Linked DNA regions of Sus scrofa: region 2 is linked to region 1. The links are chromatin contacts, called in public Hi-C maps. All regions are on one chromosome and are shown on one strand. The core of a region is the stretch at or near the end of the contact, and the rest is flanking DNA. Distances in the headings are between cores, read along the strand shown.

Region 1 (3,753 bases), core at 837-3,336:
CATTCTCTGTTCACAGTTTTGATAGAACAGCAGTAGTTGTTAACACAACACTCATAATCACAATTGTTCAGGTATGTTTTTTTGTCTATTTTAAGTATAAGCCTCAAATATTAAATGTTGCCCAAAGAGAAAAGCAAGGCAGATTTTTTCAGAAATAAAATTATGTTTTGTAATGGTGATAAGAATTCTGTGTTGGCATTTCCCTTTTTGCTTTTTCTTTACTGTAGTATCAAGCTATGCTTTTTTTTTTTTTTTTTTGTATGAATAAGACTACTAGAAGAGGATTTTTTAAAAAGTTAATATATTTAGAAAACAATATTTTTTATTTGGTGGAACTGGGGAGCAACTTCCTACTACAATGATGTAAATAATGATCAACAAGAGAGAGCAAATATAATTTTCCCCTTGGAATGCAAAGTAATTTAATGATGTTACCTTTCAACATTTTTACAGCTTGAAGAAAAAAATTAAAAATCAAGGGAGTTCTCGCTGTGACACAGCAGGTTAAAGATCCAGGGTTGTCTCTGTGGTGGCATGGGTTTTATCCCTGGAAGCTGTGGCTCAGACTTGATCCCTGGTTCAGCAATTTCTATGTGCCACAGGTGCAGCCAAAAAATAAAAAATAAAAATAAAGCTTACAAGACCTTGGTGCAATGTTTCTCCATATGTGTCTTCTTACAGAGAAAACATGTATGTATTCTTACAGTATATGTATTTGTATATGTATCTGTGTATACATATGCAATATTTAACATATTTATATATATACACACATATGGAGAGAAAAACAGAGAGGGAGAGAGAAAGGATCAATTTATATTCCTACTGGCAATGTATACAGTGAATCCTGAATTTCACAGAACTATCACAAGCATTGGGGGCGTAATTTTTTTTCCTCTTGCTTATACAATTTGGCAAAAAATAAGGGAAGGTAAGTAACTCAATTTATATTTATTTGGTTATCAGATAAATGGATGATTTTCCCCCTATATTGATAGACTACAGTTAATATTTAACTTAAATATAACTGGCTATACATTAGACCAACAAGAAAAGATCTGAGGAATGAAATAATACCAGTTATTTATAAAGTATGATTGAAATTGCAATTAAAATTACTGAATCCTACCCTACTCTCTTTGTCCATAAGGTAAATAAAAATTGTCATTATCCATGATTCCGTTTGAGGGATAACAAAGATCAAGTTTTCACACAAAGGAACAATGACCTAAGTGGGTATTAAAAAAAAAAAAAAATATATATATATATATATATATATGTATGTATATATATGAAACTTTCTGCAAAGATTTAGAAGCTATTTAAATATAATCTATAGTTCAAATATAATCAGATAAGGAAAAGAAATGAAAGGGGGGGGGGGAACAGGAGAAGGAACAGTGAAAAGAAAATGAAAGAAGAAAAGACTGACCGGCAAGAAAAAAATAGGAACAGCCAGAGAAAAAAATGGGATACATAAAGAAACAAAGAGCCATAAGGCAAGGAAAGACCTGCAGTTAAAGACCTTGAGGGAAGTGTTAGTTTCAACAAAAGAAAGCTACTTTGGTCACACTTCGGAGTGTGTGGGGACCTGGGCCTCAGATTCTCCACTTTTGTGATCACTGCTTCTAAATGCTGACTAAGGGGTGGAAGCCAATGAACTGACAAGCTACCTAAACATCAAATCCTAACTGGATCTTCATAACTGACCTTGAATGTTTGGGAGGAAGAAGAAAGGGGCCCCTGAAACCGTGTCAAATTCAACTTGGGTTTTACTATGGAAGATCCAAATTCAACAATTTCTTAAGGATTCTGACTGTGATCAGCCCACCCAACAAAATTACCTGCACAGGTAGCTCCTGGGCAAGTGTTGTCTAATTTCACTGATAGAAGGAAAAAATCCTTTTCCATCAACTAGAAACAATAGTAAAGCATAGCATCATTTACTCATTTTACTTGTGATTACTTTTTACATTAAGGATGTTTTCACATTATTTTTCCAACTGAAACCCCTGGAGAGGACTGATTTCCACTGCACTCCACCGGCGTGCCATTCTTGGCCAGGAACTGTAGGTGTTGCTGAAGCTACACAGCTGAGAAGGCTAAGCCGGGCCTCCAGTTCTTTGGCTTATTACAGTTCTATTTTAGCCCCATCCTCTTCCTCCCACTCAAATTCTGTACCCTAGCATGTGTTTGGAGATGCTACATCCTCCAGTTCTCCACACTAAATATACTCTTAGAAACCACGAACAAAACTTGCAGATGAGTCATTCTTGCTGGAAGCCTCAGCTCCGCAGTGGACAGCTCGTAAATTGGAATAGAATCAGTGGGACAGGGGGAGCAGAGACAACAGTAGCTGGTTCATGATGTTCTGCAAAGGGAGACAAGAGGGTGGAGGTGGGTGGTTTCAGAGTAAAGTGAAGCAAATTCTCATATTACATTTTCAAGAAAATTTTGTTAAAGAGCTAATACTCTAAAGATAATGCTCCAAAGCTTAGAATTTGTGTTCATCACTTGTTTGGGAGGGGAGGGTCAAGCACTTTTTTTCTTTTTGCTTCTTCCTTTTTTTTTTTTTTTTTTTTTTTTTTTTGTTATCCTTTGACCAGTTCTCAGAGCATAATTTGTTTCCAGTCTTTTTGTTCTACAAGTGAAAAGGTCAACGCCCTTTGACATGGCATGAGCTGTTCAGTGCACCAGGGGGAAACATCACCAGCAGTGCTGGGCTTAAAACAACTTCAGGGCAGCCAGAGTCAAACACAGGAAGTGTTGTTCAACTCCCTCCAGAGAATACTGGCTTTGTTTATTAGCCAACTTACATCTTGTTGAATTGCTAAGTGCCGCTATCTTGAACGAGCAGATATATCAGAGACTCCAAACCCAGATGAGGTATTTGTAAGCATGATATAACAACATCACTCTCCTAAAGTGTCCCCTACAGGGATCTAACTACAAAGGGGCTATTTTCTTAAATGGGAAAAGTTCCATCTCAGGTCCCCATAGTCCAATACACGCTAAACGATTCTGCAAATGAACAAACACTGCTTTGATGAGACAGTACATTTAGTGGGAGAAATAATCAACCAGAAATGCAGGGGGAAAAAAATGTGGATTTCTTTTATAAATAGTCTAATCATGAAATGAATTACACATTCAATCTTATACGCCTAAGAATTTTTTAAAATTAATTTAGTCCAGGGAATACTGACCTGTTCAACATTTTTGTTTACATAGTATGTATAAACCTCTATGTATACAATGATTTATTAACTGCACTTTACTGGTACAAGATAATATTTTAACTCCATTTCACAGATTAATTGAGAAAGAAAGGTTAAGTGTTTTGCCTAGGGTTACTCAGCAAATCCAAACCAGATATACATTTAGCTCCTGGAACTAATGATTTTCTGTCTTATGTTTTAATCAGTGAAATATTTTGCTTCTAAATATACTGAAAGAGATTTGAAGCTCCACAGAAAAATCACATTATACAGCAGTCCTCAATTTGGAGATAGAGAAAATCTGGTTAAAAAATACACCAAGCTTTTTGTACAATACTGAAGGCAGTACTGAAGAGAAAAAACTGTAGGTCAAAGAAGAAAAATACCCAAACACTAAGTGGCTTGGCCATGCATAGTGCCAACTCTTACCTTTCAGATCAAGTCTAGATACTTGGTCCCTGCTCCCAGCTCTGCTCTGCCATTTACTTAGCTTAGAGAGGTCCTTAATCTCTCTGAGTCTATTTTCCTCATCTGT
Region 2 (3,753 bases), core at 723-3,222, 680 kb after region 1:
GGGGTGCCCTCCGAGAGCGCCTTGACCTGGGCTGCCGTTCATGTTGGTCTTTTCCTGCAAAAAACACCTGCTGCCGCGGATCAAGTACACCTGATACCAGTTGTAGTCAACAGAAAAAGGAAAAGAGAAAACCCCACCCTCTTTAATTCCGTTTGGTTAGAGTCTGGGCTGCCAAATCCATTACATAATCCCTGCTCAAGCTGACACCTGTGCGGGTGCTGGAGCTGGATCCGGTTCTGATGGCGGCTCCGGCCTGGAAGTTGGCTCGGCAGCGCCCCGACCAGAGGCCAAGGGGAAGAGGAACGAATTTGAGACCGGAGGTCGGCGCCTCGGTCTGGAGGGAGAGGCGGGGACTGGATCCTGCAGGGTAGGCTTCAAAGGTGGCTCCCCAGAATATTTGGGACGCGAAAAATCAAAGCCATGGTTTTGAGGATCCAGAACCCTCAGGGTACTTCCGACGTCCCTCGCTGCTCCAGGCGAGGGTGGGCTCCTTGGGGCGCCCCCTCTGGCCTCATTAGAGGCTGGCTACTCACCTGCTGCGGGGCCTCGGGGAGCCTTCACTCCCCGGCCGCTCCCGCCTTCCGGGGGGCCATTGAAGCCCATCTTGGAGGCACTCACGGCTTGGCCTGATAGGATGCCACTTTCCCCTGAAGGCTGACAGTGGCTTCATTAATCGGCCATGCTTAAACCAACCTAAGAGAATCTCTATCTGGCAATGAGGGTGCTTCAAATATCATTTGCTTATAAACGAGCAGTTTTGGCAAATAGTGATTAAAGCACTGAATCCTGCTCTCCCAAAAACCTGAATGTCTTTGGGGTCTGCACCAGTAACCCCGTGATAAAGGATTAGTCCCCAGACTACTGGGATATCCACAATCCTCCTCCCCAAAACTCCGGCTTCCCGGCTGAGACGAAAGACCTCGGACCATGTAAACTCCGTCAGACCCCGTGTTAATGTTTCCGAAATTTTTCTGCAAAAGAATTACAACCTCCTCAGGTGACCCGTCCACTCACCAGGACACCGTGTCAAAAGAACTTGTGGCGATTTACAAATACTAAGAATTTCGACAGTGCTATTCGAATAAACCCAGGCTTCCTTTCATGCAGTTCTTAGGGATTTAGTTGAGACTGTGGAGACGCGACAGACTCAGTGTCCCCAGTCCATAATGGAAAATGCTTTGGGGGCTTTGGTTGCGGGGGGGAATCTAAACCTCAAGTTCTGGGGGGAATCTTTAAAAAACAAAAACAAAACCACTAACACTCAGCCAGAAGCAGGGACTGTCCCTGGACATTTGCATGCTCCCCCTTCCTCGCGTGTTAAAATCACCAGCGTCGATTTCCTGGCGTCCTTCTCAAACCCCCCCCCCACTTCCTCAGACCGAATCTGTAGACAGGAGAAACGTCGTTTCTGTTTCTTTTCTCTACCAATTTCAAATACATGTGGATTTTTTTTGTTGTTGTTCCTGCACCCTAAATAAATATTCTTTTACATTCGTGTGCACCTAAGAGGGTGTAGACCTGGGTCCCTCTCCCCGGTGGCTGCCGAGTAGGATAAATTAGCCCCAGGATCAGTATGCTGGGGGTGGCCAGAACGCGCACTGCCCTCCGAAAGCTGGCGCGCAGAGGCGGCCCCGCGGAACCTGCGCTCGCAGAGAAAGCTATCTTCACAGCAATTTAACAAGCCCCACCCAATAAAAGTTAAAGCGTGATGGCACTATACCTTGGCCCGGGTTACATAGGCGCTTGTCTCCCATTTTGGACATGCTGGAAGTGTTGGGTTTGGGGAGGTTTGCTTTGGCTGGGTTTGGATTGCCTATATAAGCCCTGGAGTACTGTACGGAGGAACTCGCCTTGATGGACTCGGGTGTTAATTAACGCGCGGCTAATTTGAGCTGAAGGAGCGGGAGGCGCCAGGCAGCACCGTGAGCCGCGAGGGGCCAGTGACCTCTAGTGGACACAAGGGGATATGCAGCTCAGGCGAGTCAGCACATGGGGCTTGGTAGCAGAGAAAACTTCCGCCAGCGCGGAAGCCTGGCGTCGCCTCAGAATTCAGCGACAAAGAGGGACATTAGTCCCCAAATTAAGGGAGAAAAGGCCCTCAGCAAGTGATGTCGAGCAAGGCCTTTGGCTCTTCTGATGTATCTGAAATCTAAACCCAACGCGCGCACGCACGCGCACACGTTATTTACAGTTCTTTCCGGCGGGGGAAGGAGCGCCTATGGAAGAGGTTTGAGAAGTGGGCTTTACGGGTTTTGGTTTCTGAACCTAAAGAAAAGCAGAGCTTTCAAAGCTCCGGGGACCTTCAGCCACTAAAGGAAAGGAGTCAGAATGTGCTTTTGTAAACAAAGTTCATCAGTACTCTTATGACCTATTTCTACTTTCAAGAATAAAAATAAAGAAGACGCTTAGTTGGTTCAACAAGAAGAAAGCCAGAAACAAATGACGTGTTGAATGGCCCATATGCCTCTGAGTTCACACCCTTCAGGCAAATAAGACAACACCACAAAAATACTAATAACAGTAATACACAAGAGCATTTCATTTAATAAAAATAAAAAGGCGAGGAGGATAAAAGGACTTGTTTTCCCCACCCCTTCATTTATTTTAACTGTTAACTAGTGCAGAAGTTGTTTTTGGAAAAGATTGTCCCCAAAACTGAATGCGTCAAAAGCAAAACATGGGCCATGGTAATTCAGAGCGAAAGTCCCTTTTCTGAATAAACAGAACTCCGCATTTTCTTTGCCCATTCCGCGCACACCAGAGCAGAACACAGAAGCTGGAGAGGCCCCAGTAAAACCCCATCGCCTCGGAGCTCAGCATTCTGTCGTCTGGCAGTGGTTGAGTAACTTCGCCGATCGCGGTGCCTGCCGGGGCCCTTCCTCTCGGGTCCTGCCCTCAAGGTTTGAGGATTTTTAGTGTCCTTTTCCCTAAGGCACTCTTCCCGCGAGGGCCAAGGCCGAAGCCCGAATTTCGAGCGAGAACTTAGGGATGATCCCCTCCCCCGGGGTAGCCTTCAGCGGTCGCTGGTCCTCCCTCCGTCTGTGCTGGGCTGTTCACTGGGTAATAGAATCTGAACGTTAAGGGTCAGGGGGGCAGATATAGGGAACCCGAGGCATTTGCTCTCCCCAGATCATGAGCACCACCCGTTTGGGCTCGTTTCGCACCGTCCGAGACGGGACTGCGACTGAGGATCAGCGCAGGGAGCGCAGTAGTCGGGCGGCGCCGGCACGTACCGCTGGAAGCGCGTCTAGGGCCCAATGTCAGCGGACAGCAGCGTCAGGGAGGGACAGCGGAGCCAGAGGGACAGTCACACTCAAATAAAGTTTGTACTGCGGGGGAAGGAAGAACAGAACTGGGCACGGGGCAGGGTAGCAGGGCAGTGTTATTTTCTCCAAACCTCCCCATTTTCGTCTTCAGAACTGTCCTGGAAATAAGTCGGAGAGGCCCTAAGGTTGCGGAAGAGCCAGGCCTCGCCCTGAAGGCTGTGGCAGGGTTTCCGATTGGACTCTGTCATTGGGGGGCTCAGCTCTTCCTAGAGAAGGAGTTCCCATTCCCTCCTTTCTGGGCCAGACACGTTGGCAGCACGCTATGAATTTGTCCCTAGGAGTCCAGAGTCGGAAGTCAGCCACAGGGTGCAGCTACGTTCCTAGCAAGGCTGTCAGATTGCCGTGCTGAGGGATGTGGGGGGAACTGTACCCTAGTAGGGAGAGAAATGTGCGATGACAGGGAACCCACGGGGGCCGAAGATTTCAT

The links. A called contact is a pair of places that touch in the nucleus more often than the background predicts.
Region 2: a contact with region 1 is called in a Hi-C map of brain, with 8 times the contacts expected there. The contact joins two enhancer-like sites. A contact is called at or near these places in 2 of 47 Hi-C or Micro-C datasets (brain and embryonic fibroblasts).

What each region holds. Positions count from the first base shown.
Region 1 is chr2:95,422,430-95,426,182 of Sscrofa11.1, forward strand. No RefSeq gene overlaps it. Among named protein-coding and RNA genes, the nearest start is that of TMEM161B, 280 kb to the right of the region's middle. Within about 2 kb of position 2,087, at least 7 of the 83 cell types and tissues checked have an H3K27ac peak or open chromatin away from gene starts, as enhancers often do. A contact at or near this core is called in brain, where this site is marked.
Region 2 is chr2:96,098,704-96,102,456 of Sscrofa11.1, forward strand. No RefSeq gene overlaps it. Among named protein-coding and RNA genes, the nearest start is that of MIR9-2, 24 kb to the left of the region's middle. Within about 2 kb of position 1,973, at least 11 of the 83 cell types and tissues checked have an H3K27ac peak or open chromatin away from gene starts, as enhancers often do. A contact at or near this core is called in brain, where this site is marked.